2 separate regions of the Rattus norvegicus genome follow, and region 1 is linked to region 2. Evidence: chromatin contacts called from public Hi-C data. All regions are on one chromosome and are shown on one strand. The core of a region is the stretch at or near the end of the contact, and the rest is flanking DNA. Distances in the headings are between cores, read along the strand shown. Region 1 has its middle 280 kb from the start of Tgfb2. Region 2 has its middle 75 kb from the start of Lyplal1.

Region 1 (6,970 bases), core at 4,011-6,510, 250 kb after region 2:
ATCCTTGGATGCATTTCCTAATATCTTCTCAATCGTCCTCTGAATTAGTGCTTTACTCACTGCAGCACTGGGCGGCCAGCTCAACAATGTTTGGAGGCTTGCTAGCCTTCCTTGGGGCACTCCTTCTGTCTTCCAATCGGGCTCCTGTGCTTAACACGTTTTAATAGAGTCCGAACATAACAGCGAGCTTGCCATTATCTCTATGTCTCTTTTTCTGAGAAACGCAGGCCAAGATAATATTTAATAGATCCCAGACAATCCCATTAACAAAAGTCAGCTGAGAACTGGACAAATGAAACAGCTCCGAGGTTGGAAAAGAAGCCAAGGAGAAACGGACACGTCAGAGGGATACAGCATCACTTGGTCAGTTGCTCAGAAGGCCACTGGTTCTACTCGGGAATGGGATTTCCCTTGTCTGATATTTTCTCTGGAGTAGACCTGGGAAAGGATATCACTTCTGAAGTCCGACCATCTGAGAGCCCACTTCCTAAAAATGTGACTCCTGTGTCCTTGGGAATATCTTAGTGTTTGAAAAATGCAGTAGGCTCTTTCTGGCCCCTTGAGTTATTTTGGCAGCAGAGGTCACTTACAGATTTAGCGCACCACTGGCCTGTTTTCTTTGGGTCCATGTGCTTATGGTCAGTTCCACAGTCTGGTAGTGAAGCCCCTCTGTCAGTTCATAGCTTTGTGATTCTAGGCAACAGTGTACTCAGACACATCTCTGTGTGCCGTGCTCACCCCACAGCCCCTGGCTTATGAGATACAGCCATGGTGTGATCCCTGTGCCTTGAAACAACCTGAGGAAAATGTCTTCATGGATGTATACCCTGGTAGAGCGCTCCTCAGCTCTGTAGCTGAGCCTTCACGCTGACACATGAAGGGTCTTTGTCAGCCTAAAATGCTCAGCAGGAGTGCTTAGAGATGAACCCCAGTTTCATTGTCTGCTTAACCTGCTCCCCCAGCTCACACTGCCTGGCTTTACTCCTACCAACCGTGATGTGAAGTAGAAAGAGTGGCATTTCTGTGTGACAAGGATTCCTGGTTGGCTCAGTTGACTCTGGCTCCCTTTCTTCCTAACTCTTCTCTTTCTTGTTATATTTCAGACCATAATTCATAAGGCAACCTGCCAATCTAACTTAAAAGTGTATGCCACACTGGGATGCTTCTTGCCCCACTAAGTGCTAGCCTTCTGTGTTCTGGGGAATCCACAACTACCTTCTCTGTAGAATGATGTCATTACTGTGCTTCTCATTCTCTAGTGTGATCTGGGGAAGGCATCGCTCATGAAATTCTTGCCACAAAAGCACAAGGACTTGCGTTCAGCATGGATGCACAATTGGATCCCTAGCACTGCAGTCAGTGCGCAGAGACAGGCAGACTGCTGGAGTTCATTGACTAATCAGCCTAGGCAAACTGATAAACTTGATTTCAGTAAGAGACCCTGTCTCAAAATACAAGGTAAAGAGCAATTGCTCAAGATACTTGACTCAAACCATGGGCCTCCATGTTTATCTATACACACACATACAGAGAGAGAGAGAGAGAGAGAGAGAGAGAGAGAGAGAGAGAGAGAGAGAGCTCTAAATCCCTCTAATGGCCCCATTACCACAATTTAAGCCGATTCTAATATATGTAACTTCATTTTAAATTTCCCAGGGGCATTCTGTCCCTTCTGGTCCTACACCGGAACCTCACTGTATTTCTGCCGTACTGTCCACCTAGCCTGTTATGCTTTGAAATAGCAGCTGAGTCCCTGCCTCAGCAACTCCTGTTAAAGTCGCTACCCAGGATGTTCCCAGAGAGCCTGCTATTACTGTAAGGACATGCATCATATGACTGTGCATCATCCCTCTACTCTTAGCCTACTCTGTTTTTAATGACGTGCTACAGACGGACTTCTTGAAGTGGTTTGTTTTCTTGTACTATCAGTAAGTGGACTATCACACAAAGTTCCATGTGGGCATGACTCAGTCGGGTTTGTTTCCCTAGATGAAGACTATGCTCCACACAGCAGGCACTGAATAGGCACCCTGGCAGGTATTCCTCCCCACCGCCCTGGCTATCTCTCTTCATCTTACATTTGGTAGAAGGCACAGCCTCCTTGGCCCTTAATGCTATAGCTTCAAATCCTAAGGACCCATCAAAGACAGACCCTGAATACAAGTATGTCTTGCTTGCACAAAACAACAGTTGACAGACAGCTTGTTCCTTCTCTGCAACAAGACTGATCTAGGCCCATCTCCAAACACCTCCTCCGTTCAGCAAATCTCCCACTGAAATGTGAATTAATAGGAAGTCCCGTTGCCAAATGCTGGTACCAAAACTCAGGGCTACACTTCAGGATGCAAGCAACAGAAAGTCAGATCCGAACTAGCCTGAAGACTGAGCAGAACTTATTTACAGAAGCTTTACTTAAAATCTGAACAAGGTAAGGGGCTGGAGAAATCTATTATCACTTAAGGGGACTAGCTGCTCTTCCAGAAGACTGCCAGTGCTCAGAGCTGGTGGTAACACAGCCATTAGCAAAAGTGTGCATGCAAATACAAAGCCAAATGACAAAGCCCAACCCCAATATCTAAATTAAAGATGTAAAGCGAGGGCTCAGCTTTAGATGGAGATGTCTTTGAACCAGCACCTCGACCCACACTGAGGCGGAAGGAACATGGTGGAAGAGGGGGCGAAGGAATGTGATGGGAGAGGTGCTGTGAAATATCATCCTCTGGGCATGATGTGGCTCTCGTCTGAACTCCCAGCTGCTGTGGTTACAAAACCTGCACAAAATCAAGAGTTAAAAATACCAGTATGGATGGGGTACTCCCAATGCCTCATCCCTAGCTGAGGATCAAGTGGAAGTCGATGGCTGTTACAGAAGGGGGTTACCTTTCTTTGGGGGGTGGTATTGGTCTGCTGCCCATGCAGTGGATGACCCTACCCACATGCTTATAGGCAGCACTAATTGGATTTAGTGGAATGGAGATGAGAGATACCCTACAGGTGACTCAGGCAGAGCTGGAGGGAAGGAATAGGAAATGCAGAAAATGGATATGACCAGCATACATTGCATATGTGTATGAACTTTCAAACAATAATAAAATCAAATGGAAAGTACAATTCCAAAAATGTGGCATGTCCCATGAGGAACAAAAAAAAAATGGCACCCATGGATTTTAGGTTTCTCCTTTAGGAAGGTAAGAAAATGAGGAAGGGTCACAGCTTGCTTTCTTAGAGTGTTTGGGCTCCATCTCTTCCTGCCCCTTTCAGAGAGTCTCTGGAATTTAGTTGAATTTCTCTGTCAGCAGCAGTGTTAACCAGTTGTGAGGAAAAGCCTTCTAGCCACACAACAAAGCCTTGAGTTCCAAGTTCAACTGCTGTTATTTTAAACAGAATATTCATGCCTTGAACTTTGGGATTTTCCCAGAAGTGTCTGTACCACAGGCTTGAGTAATTGTATGAGCTCCCTGTGGGCCATTAATTCTCCACCTCTATCCCCAGGCCGTGTTCAAGGACAACCTCAGTCAAGTAAGTCATATTTTCTGTAACTGAGGAGACCCAACTTATAACTTATAATGTCTTAGTCAGGGTTTATATTCCTGCACAAACATCATGACCAAGAAGCAAGTTGGGGAGGAAAGGGTTTATTCAGCTTACACATCCACATTTCTGTTCATCACCAAAGGGAGTCAGGACTGGAACTCAAGCAGGTCAGGAAGCAGGAGCTGATTCAGAGGCCATGGAGGGATGTTTCTTATTGACTTGCTTTTCCTGGCTTGCTCAGCTTGCTCTCTTATAGAACCCAAGACCACCAGCCCAGGGATAGCACCACCCACAATGGGCTGGGCCCTACCCCCTTGACCACTAGTTGAGAAAATGCCTTATAGCTGGGTCTCATGGAGGCATTTCCTCAACTGAGGCTCCTTTCTCTGTGATAACTCTCAGCTTGTGTCAAGTTGACACACAAAACCAGCCAGTACAGACAGCAACAACCATCTGGAAAGAACTGTTCTGCTCTGTCCAGCTGCTTGTGCCCGTCCTCTGAATTTACAGCTGTCTGTCACTGGGGAAGTTCAAGGAAGAAGAATGGGCCTCTGACCAAGAGTCTGTGTTCACTCCAGCCCAAGTTGTTAGAATAAAACAAGGGCAAGGTCAAACAATTCTCTTGTGTGAGATCAACCAAATCATTCATTTTCCATGAATAATTAGTGAGAGATCTTTGCAGTTTATTCCAGATGATATAATAAGAGAGGTGATATTGGACCAGGTAAATGTAAAATAGCAGCTACCAGTGCAAGTTAGAGTGGTTATCAGAGAGGAAGTTTCCTCACACACACTTCTATCTTGTACACTATTAAAACATGTATATAGCACGGTGTCATATATATGCCTTAGCTAAATAAATCACCCATTACAATCCACAATGAGGAGCCCAATGCAATGACAAGAACAGATACTGGCAAGACCCAAGGTTAACGGAGGAGAGGAGGAAGGGTATACAATGTTATACAAAGCTGATGGGAATTGGGAGCTGCAGCAAAACTAAACTATGAATGATACAGAGAGAGTAGATACAGCAAGTAATCTATGTAAGGTACAGAAAGAAAGAGACGGAGGGAGAGAACACAGGGTCATGGGGGGAGGGATGGGGAAGGGCAAGGGGTGTACATGTAAAAGCAATCAAAATTAAACACAAAGACACAGCTTCTAAGGAAAACAAAGCTAAGAGACAATCAGCCCTTCTCTCTGGCTATGCTGCTGAAATGCAAAAGAAAAGTGGGATGAGACAGGGCTCTGTGTGTGGTTCTAGCCCATTCTGTTTAGAGATTAAAAGACAAACTGAAAACGAAGAGGTGTTCAACCCTGTGAAGTGTGGGTTGCATTTAGTCCATATTAGACAAACAGAAATGACTTTCGACTTCTGGTTCTGTGAATGGGCTGTATCTGGCGATCACACTACAACCAGCTCGGTTCTCTCTAGCCTAGTAAAATCCAAATTACCAAAAGCACATTGTTTTTGCAACATCAGCCTTAGAATAAAAGTACCTGACTTGAAAAGGTTGAACCCGCCGCCCCGCCCCCCAAGTAAAATGTTTCCAACATCTACTGCAAACACATGAGCTGGAGTCTTTAATTGCCGAAGACTTTGGCTACTTCATCCCTGAAGCGATTGAAAGAATGCTATTCATGTCGACCACAAGAGGCTTAAGAGCCCGGCTCATTGCCGCATCCGCATTCTTGGATCTATCTGATAACAAGAGAGGCTGTCCAGATTCTCACTGGCTGCCTAGGTCTCAGGGCTTCTCCCACGGGTGTGCAGGCAGTGAGGTGAGTCAGCACTACCCCCAGAGCTTCTAGAAACATCTACTATTTGAGGAATGAGGAACTTGGGCACACGGGACATGAGATCAGCTACTTTTAGGGACACAATGGCTGTTGGGCTCAGTGAACTGCCAGGATAAGGACACACGGTTCCTATGTTGTCTTTGAAATGCTGGCCCCACAGGGATTATTGGAGACACATTTTCCCTAAGGTCCTCCAAGGGAGAGAAGAATCACTTGTTTTCCACAAGTGCAGATAGTTTTAGAAAGCTGGCCTTCCCAAACAGCTCCCTTCCTCCCAGAAGTTAAGTGTGTCCTCAGGTACCAGGTTTCCTGTGGTCTTCAGATTATAGAAGTCTCCCCTTTAAAAGAGACATCTGCTCTGGTCTGAGGCTCAGATATTGAGATGGAAATAATCTTGTAGCTATTTGGCTATGTTTAAAGTTTTCAGATTTTATAAATCATTTCTTTGGGCATAGACCATGTGTCCTAGGTTTCATGCTGTTCATGCACATGTGAATATCAAGGGGTTCGTCAAATCGTGAGATGTCCTTGTTATAAATGAAGGATAAAGAAGGAAAAGGAAGGGAAAGAGGGAAGACATAATCTGTCAGTTTTTGTGGCTATGAGAGTGTACATGTGTTTGTGTGTGTGTGTGTGTGTGTGTGTGTGTGTGTGCGTGCGCGCGCGCTCGAGTGCATGTGGAAACCAGAGGACAAACTCCTGTGTGAGTGTCCTTGCATGCTATTCACTTCTGTTTATTTATTTTATCTATTTTGTTATTTGAGACAGGGTCTTTCACTGGCCTAGAACTACAAAAGTAGGCCAGGCTTGCTCTCTAGTGAGCCCCAGGAATCTGCCTGCCCCATCATCCACCTCAGGGTTGAGATTACAAATTCAGGTCAGTTTTGCCATCCTGCTTGGTGGTTTGCACTGGGAACTGTTAGGGTTTAAATCTCAGCCCATGCCCAGACAGAACACATCAAGCCAACATGGTTCAACTTGGAGAGGTTTAAATGAGAGAAGAAGAGGAGGGGAGGGGAGGGGAGGGGAGGGGAGGGGAGGGGAGGGGAGGGGAGGGGAGGGGAGGGGAGGGGAGGGGAGGGGAGGGGAGGGGACGGACCATGGGCACATGGAGGGAAGGTGGGGGGATGGAGAGAGAAGGGACAGGGATAGAGGGGAAGAGAGAAGTAAGAGGAAGAGGAAGGGGCAAGCAGCCCCTTTTATAGTGTCAGGCACAGCTGACTGTTGCCAGGCAACTGTGGGGCGGAGCATACCCTGTAGTTCCCAGGTAGCTGTGGGGGTGGAGCTTAGACAGAATACCAACAGGAACTCAATGTGTAATACACCCACCAATGGAGGACATTTCTCATCCAATCCACCATGCCTGGAGGATCCAGAGTCACCCCAAACAAACTACCGCCACGGTTGCCTCCTGATTGCCAGCCGAAAATGATAAGGTCCTATGGCTGAAAAGACAACCACACGCTTTGACGACAGGAAAACAGAGACATCGGTCTTGAACGGAGCGTAGGCTCTCTCCCTGCTGGTAGCTTCCATCGTGCTGGAAATCACTACCCGGGCTGGAAAAGAGAGATCCACGACTTTATCCGGGACCAGATGCTGTCTGCTACAATCCTTACCTGCTGGTGAGCTG
Region 2 (7,251 bases), core at 1,349-3,848:
TTAGCCTGAACTGGTCATAAGTGTCACAGGCAATGAGAGCAATCAAAGCTGAACATGGAGGGAGATGCTCATTTATCCCCAGGGCTCTTGAAGAAGTAAGGGAAACCATGAAAGCAAAGGGGAGGGGGAGAGGCTAGGGGAGTCGAGCAGGGAGCAGTGGTGGACAGTGTTTTATTCATAATTTTATCTACAATCTGGCTTGACCCGTCTTTGAGCATAAGTTGGATGTGTCACTCACCATTTCATTCAAATGTTTACTTCTGTTCCGCAATCACACTTGGTGTAGTGATCCCATCCCTCCCTAAAGGGAAACTCGAGGTCGTAGGTTACATAACTCATGAACAAAAGCCTGATTCCTATAAGGACCGAGAAGTCACGAACCTTGCTTTTACATTTTCTTATGACAGATTAACAAAGGAGAATACAGATACTCAGAGAGGCAAAGCTATCATACCTACACCCAGACCTGCCAAGCTCTGACTGTTAATGACATCTGAAGCCTCAGGATAGAAAGAGGCAGGGAAGGAAGGATGGGCGTGGGAATGTAAGTCTTTGGAGTGTCTGTCCTGTGAAAGCCATCTGTAGAACTAGTCTGCATCTCTATCCAATCGAATCAGACATAATCTCAGTTTGCTTAGGGAGACTGAAGCTGGTAGCTAACTTTCCAAATGGTGCGCTGTGGAAGATAAATCTGCCTGTAGTTGGAACCTAAAACCAGTGGATATTGTTAAGATGCCACTTGGAAAAAAAATCTACCATTGAGACATTTTAAAGATGACACTTTACTAGTGTTGAGATTAGGCTTTGCCCCGCTCCAGTTACCCCAAGTTGTGCAAGACAGTGGTCTATGCCCTGCCCCAAGAGACCCCTTTCACCAACAGTTTTGGGCTCCAAATTGAAGATGGAGGATGGTTGTACACATCGGTTGAGCAGGGAGTTTACGTACAGATGGCATCATCTGTCTGCCCATGAGGCACAGGCTGAGGAATGATTTATCCTGGAAGGAGAAAGTGTGCTACCTTAAAGTGCATTGAGATGACATAGCACACGAACTTATTTCAGTCATATCAGGAAAGCACCCAGCCTGAGGAAAGAGGGAAGTTCCTCACCTGGAACACATCACACTGCCATGGACGGCGGTGACTCTGTTGACCTGTCATCTGACTTGCTGGTGTGTGCTTTAAACGGAAAACAGGCAGGGAACATCCCAGCATCCCAGGGTCTTCAGCTTGGTTTGCCTTCACTGGTGACACAGCCTATTTGAACTGTTCTCTCTGTTATTTGTCCAGTGTGGAATTCTTGTGGTAGCCATGTGTAACCTAACAAATCTTTACGTCTACACAGTATAGATATATTTGCTATGGAATGTGTGTACTGTATAATTCCTGTTGTAATGTGTGATCTGAGCTTAGAAGAAAACCCATTTCTTCAGCCAGCTCTCTGGAGACGTGGGGATTACTTGACAAATGTTGCCAAGAAAACCAACATAGCTCGGGAACTGATTGTTATTTAATAAAGCCCGGCACTGTGGAAAGATACAAATGTGTCTGTGTTTATAAGACTGTGTGCTCACAGCAGTGCGCCCAGAGCTCTCCTTTTCCGAGATTGTGATAAAGCCGTATTGAAGACTTCGTAAAACAGATAAAGAAATTGGAGTGAGAAATACAAGATATTGACCCAGCACAGCCAGGGATCACGATGATCCCGGGAGTCTTTTTGTGTGATCGTGTCCCATAGCCAAGTTCACTTATCCAAGAGGAACAAATGACTAGCTGGTTCATTTTTTTTTTTAAATGAACGTTGGTTCTCAGTAAAATATGGCTGGGTCCTGTGGCCAAAGTCAAAATTGGAAACTGTTCCCTTCCAGGTTGTTGGCCACCTAGCTTTGAGAGAGCCTGGCTGGAGGTTTGTCCTCTCTCTGTCCTGTGTTCAGCTTAGCATTCCTTTCTGAATCAGTGAATAGTATCTGTCTTATAGCTGAGAGAAATTTGTCATTTTGAGATTGATAATATGTCAGCGGCTCCGTGCTCTACCTACAGCACATGGGAGCAGGCGCCAGGCCGATCTCGGTGTCCACAGGAGTAGGGAATTCTCTTCTCCCAGCCCCCACCCCTGCGCAGAGTTTCCCAGAGGTGAGAGCTGGGCTGCACAGTTATTTGTTGGACGTTAGCTTTCAATCATTTCCAAGGCACAACAAAGCCTTCTTCTCTGGTTATTTCTTTATTTATGCCAGCATTACAATTCTTCATAATAGCCACAGGGGGAACCGTCGGCTTAATTTTGCTTCGGAGCCACTGCTGCTGGAGTCATTCAGCTAATGACTTATGCCCCGCGTGACCGGGCGATCTCCTGAGCTTGCAGTGGGTATTGTGTTTTGTTTACTGCGTATAACTGGCAGTCATTATGCCACCGAAGGCCCCTGCCAGCTCACTGCGTTTATTTATCCCTGCGGATCTCTAGATACGCTGGTTAATATAGAAAACATTTGAATGGTTTAGTATTTTTAAAAAATCCTATAAGTTGTGAATTAAACCACTGTGCTCTCTCTCCCTCACAGGAGAAAGGGTTGGTTGAGAGTGAGCGCTGAATAGCAAGCCCCACCGATTCTCCTGTTTGCTCCATCCTTAGAGATCAGGAACGGAAGCCTGGGTGCTTTTCAGGAATACGGGGCTGTGACTCCGTCATCTTTTGGGCTATGAGATCACCAGTTTTTCCCCTTGGCTGCTCAGATTTTACCATATTAAGGAACCAATTTGCTTAGAGAATTGCCGCACATGTTTACAGGCTGGGTTTGATGGCTGGCAGGACTCACCCATTTAGCCCTGGGGCCAGCCTCAGTGAATGAAGCCTTTACAACCGGCCTGGGAGGTTTTTTTGTCTTTGTTCTGAGATTGCACAGGGCAGATGAACCACATGGGCAGGCAGAGAAAGGAACAGTTTGGGAATGTTGATCTGTATAACATTGCAGCATATTTCTGCATCGGGAGGGCACGAGACCTCCTCCACCCAGATTTGTGATTCCCTCCTCGCCGGACACTGGAATTCACCAATTCATCTAAATGGTCTGTAAGACTCCACGCAACTACGGAGCTCCGCTCCTCAGTGCAGTGAATGACTCGGTACCTGACTTCTTCTTACCGGCTGGGGTTCTGAACTCCGGTCCCCATGTTTTGCCTGCCAAGCTCTTCACCCACTGAGCTATCCTGCTTGCCCCTGGCAACAATCTTGTTCAAGTGCGTTTGTCTTGACACTGTTCCCACTCTGAGAGAAGGAAGAAAAACCTTATTTTTTTTTTTTAATGTTAGCACTTAATTAACCTCCGAAGTGGCTTTAAGCCTCCAGGACACAGGCACCTCCAGCACCCTTTTCTCTTCAGCTCCTCTGCTGATGACTTCGGCCTTCACGATGACAGGTCGCTCAGGGAGCTTCCCCTCCCCCAGGACTCTGTAGCATCCCAATAGCACAACATCCATGATGGGAGCAGCCCCGGTCTTGTTTTTTGTTGCATTATCCCGTGTCTGCTCGCTGACCAACGTCCATGATTTATCCAGGTTGACAGCCAAGCAGAAGCTCTGGTTCCTCTTCAAGCAGTAATGCCTCACCCCAACTTTCCCGAAGCTACCCGGGTTATATTTGTCAAAGTTGATCCTGTGGTGACGCATGCCTCCAGCATCCCCGGGCCCTCCTGGGTGTTTGCGGTGCTTACCCATGTGACCCTGGCCGTGGCTCACGTAGCCTCGGAATTTCCAGTTCTTCCTCAGTCAAGATGGCATGGCGGTGGCAAGAAAGAGGGCAGGAAACCTTACTGTTTTTGTGAGCAGCTGCAGACCCATCTGGACGACTCCAGTCCTGAACTTTGCTTTCTTCCCAATGGCTGTTGGCTGCCGAACTCCCATTTTCCTTTGCTTTTACATCACTTCAACATAGTTCTCTCTCTCTCTCTCTCTCTCTCTCTCTCTCTCTCTCTCTCTCTCTCTCTCTCTCTCTCTCTCTCTCTCTTCCCTCTGGACTAGCTTCATGTCTCTGCCCCTTAGTCAGCCAGTTCTGCCTGGTCACAGAGCTTCTTTTCTCTGTGGTCTGAAGTGGTCCAGTCAAACAATGAACGCTTGCCCCAGGGACCTCAGGCAGCTCGCATTGAACAAAACACAGGGTACAAGGCAAGGGTTGGGTTTTTTTGTTTTGTTTTGTTTTGTTTTGCTTTGTTTTTTGTTTATTGTCCCCCCCCTCCAGGGTTGTTTTTGACAGCAGGTTTGATGCAAGAATAAAATTCCTCAGTTGTTATGATGCATGTGGAAAATTCAACCAATTTTTTTTTTTTAAATCAGGAATTTGGTAAGTTTGTTTGTAAGTAGAGAGCCAGGACCAGTCTCTAAGGATAGGAACAAAATTGTTCCCATGTTTCAGTTTTATAATTTGAACATCTGTATATAACTTTAGTCCCAGAGAATCCCTCGACACTGGTTCTTCTATATCAAACACAGCCAGATGCAGAAAGGGAGTGTGTGTGTGTGTGTGTGTGTGTGTGTGTGTGTGTGTGTGTTTAAAACACAAGCCAAGGAATAATAACAACTGTGATTTCTCCTCATGACTTTATTTTTTCCTCATACAGATGCAAACCTTGAGCATTAATAATATTTGCAATATTATAACATGTGAGGATATGGAAGTCGTCTTCTTCAGATAGCGTTTCTCCCTGGAAACCCTACCCCAGTTTGTCAGGAGTTTTTGCTCGTGTGTGTTTTAATTTAGTCTTATAATTACTCCCTCTAAGGAAGTAAAATTAAACTAACAAATTTTGGTGTAAATTACTCTGAAATGTCATTAAAGAATTCAATACTGGCGTTTTATCACTGTCTTAGAAATGGAATCTTATACTGCTCACCTCAGATAGCTGGCCAGTCTTTTCTGCTTTTAAAAGTCAAAATGTAAGTAAATTACAAATTATTTTAAAGACTCTCCCTCATGGACACACACACAAATACACATATAGACACACACACACACACACACACACACACACACACACACACACACACGATGCAAAAGCAAGCAAATGAGATAAATCACCGATGTGACATGGGCACACTGCTGTACTCAGCCCTTCCTTTTCAATTTTTATTTTTTTCAACATTTTTTAAACTTAAATATACTCGATCTTATTTTCCCCCTCTCCCAAGTCCCTCAAGATCCTATCCCACTCGGTATCCACCCAAGTTTAAGTTCAGTTCTTAAACAGAGAGCTCATTAGTGAAACCTTCCCCGTGAGCCAGCCACAGCAGCAGAAAATCCCCCAAGGAGCTGTGACTTCCCACAACCCTTAGCAGCCTCAGCACCAAGCGATCTGAATGACTTATATCAGTGACAAAAGCATCCTTCATCCTAAGGAGTTTGGTGGCACGACCCACAGTTCTTCTCTTCCCCAGTAGCATCTACACTGCGGTCTTCAGCTCATTCTGCAAAGGTGTTTTAGGCATGTGTTAGACTCAATTACTTTATAAGGCCAGGCAAGGAGTTAGTATGAGAGACAAAATTATTTGCATAACTGTTCAATTGAGCTTTGTTACCTGTGTGTGTATTTTTTATTGTGGTTTTACCAAAGCAGATTTAACTTTAGACAAACAATTCTTTCTCACGCATATATTTGGTTATTATTAGCATTCACACAGAAAATGGCCGTAAAGATTCCCTAGTGTCTTGTTTTGCTACGTCTATTCCGTGTCATAAATACTTATAAAACAGCAGAGCTGTTCCCATCAGTTGAAAAAGTGTTAGTCTATTGAACCACACAGTTTTGAATGAATCACAGTGACTGTACCTTGGGCTTTGTACTGTCATATGAGGGCTGGGACTAAGCTATGTGGGGGTGGTGTTAAAATATATAAATGATTTTGTGACTATGCTCTTAAAACTTGAAATTGAATAGTGTCATAAAAGTGAACCCAGTGACAACACCAGTTCTCAAAGCAGTTTAGCCTGGCACCCTAATAACAGTTTTCCCGTTCCGACTTGCAGAGCAAATCCTTTGGTTTGCCTCCTTCCTCCTAAAGGAGCCTATGGAGTTGGTTGTAAGAATATCATCCCCGTGATTATCTCTGATCTGTCAATGTCTTCCCACAGAAGCCACAGAAGCAAAGATTACCTTTGACCTCATCATTACGACTCACATTTCTTGATGACTGATGTGCTAGTTGAAGACTCGTGATTGGACCAGAAGGGTTTTAGCTGTTTCTATTGTTGTTGTTGTTGTTGGTGGTGGTGGTGGTTTTGTTGTTATTTTTATTTTGTCACCACTACCTTAGTTTAAAACATTAACTTTTATTTTTATTTATCTGTATGTGTATTTGCTGGTTGGTCTGTGCTGCAGAAGGGGTATCAAATGCCCTATATATAGAGTTTCAGGTGATTGTGAGCCACCGCATGGGTGCTGAGAAGTGAGCTTAAATCTTCTAGAAGAGCAGCCAGTGCTCCTAACCAGTGAGCCATCTTTCCAGATCTGTTCAAATATTCTTAGAGATATTTTGAAATGGCATTAAACATAACATTTACCACAGAATGTTCATCTTTTCCTTCATTATAAATAGCTATCTTTGTGAACCAGTGATATAATAGGATAGCTGTTTACTTAGTTGTTATAAAAGAAAAAAATAACCACTCAGATAGATATATATTAATCAGTTAAGTGACACTGGGTGGCCAGGGAAACTTGCTAAACTGGTGTGTGTGTGTGTGTGTGTGTGTGTGTGTGTGTGTGTGTGTGTGATACAATGTAGCATTTCAGTTCCTACTTGAACCTTACTTGAACCTTCGCTAACACACTAAGTGTTTTAGGATTACTAAATTAGGTTCACTTAGTTAGGGTTCCTGTGATACAGTGCCTTGACCAAAAGCAACAGGGAGAGAAAGTGTCTATTTCATCTTAAATATTGTTAAGTCCATCACTGAGGGAAGCCAGGGCAGGAACCTGGAGGCAGGAGCTGATGCAGAGGCCATGAAGGGGTGCTGCTTACTAACTTGCTCCTTATAGCTTGCTCAGCCTGCTTTCTTTTAGCACACAGAACTACCAATTCTCACTCACAATGGGCTGGGCCCTCTCCATCAATAACTAATTAAGAAAATGCCCTACAGGGTTGCCTGCCTATAACCTGATCTTATGCTGGCATTTTTTTCAAAGGAGTCCTCTCGAGTGACCTTAGTTTGTCTTAGGACGACATAAAATTAGCCAAGAGAGCAAGTGATTGTTTTGTGTTCTCT

What was found. A called contact is a pair of places that touch in the nucleus more often than the background predicts.
Region 1: a Hi-C map of Schwann cells shows a contact between it and region 2, with 3 times the contacts expected there. The contact joins two enhancer-like sites. A contact is called at or near these places in 5 of 12 Hi-C or Micro-C datasets (the A7r5 cell line, the Rat2 cell line, Schwann cells and 2 more).

What each region holds. Positions count from the first base shown.
Region 1 is chr13:100,509,696-100,516,665 of GRCr8, forward strand. No RefSeq gene overlaps it. Among named protein-coding and RNA genes, the nearest start is that of Tgfb2, 280 kb to the right of the region's middle. Within about 2 kb of position 5,261, at least 12 of the 93 cell types and tissues checked have an H3K27ac peak or open chromatin away from gene starts, as enhancers often do. A contact at or near this core is called in Schwann cells, where this site is marked.
Region 2 is chr13:100,261,108-100,268,358 of GRCr8, forward strand. It overlaps the pseudogene Rpl27a-ps6. Among named protein-coding and RNA genes, the nearest start is that of Lyplal1, 75 kb to the left of the region's middle. Within about 2 kb of position 2,599, at least 48 of the 93 cell types and tissues checked have an H3K27ac peak or open chromatin away from gene starts, as enhancers often do. A contact at or near this core is called in Schwann cells, where this site is marked.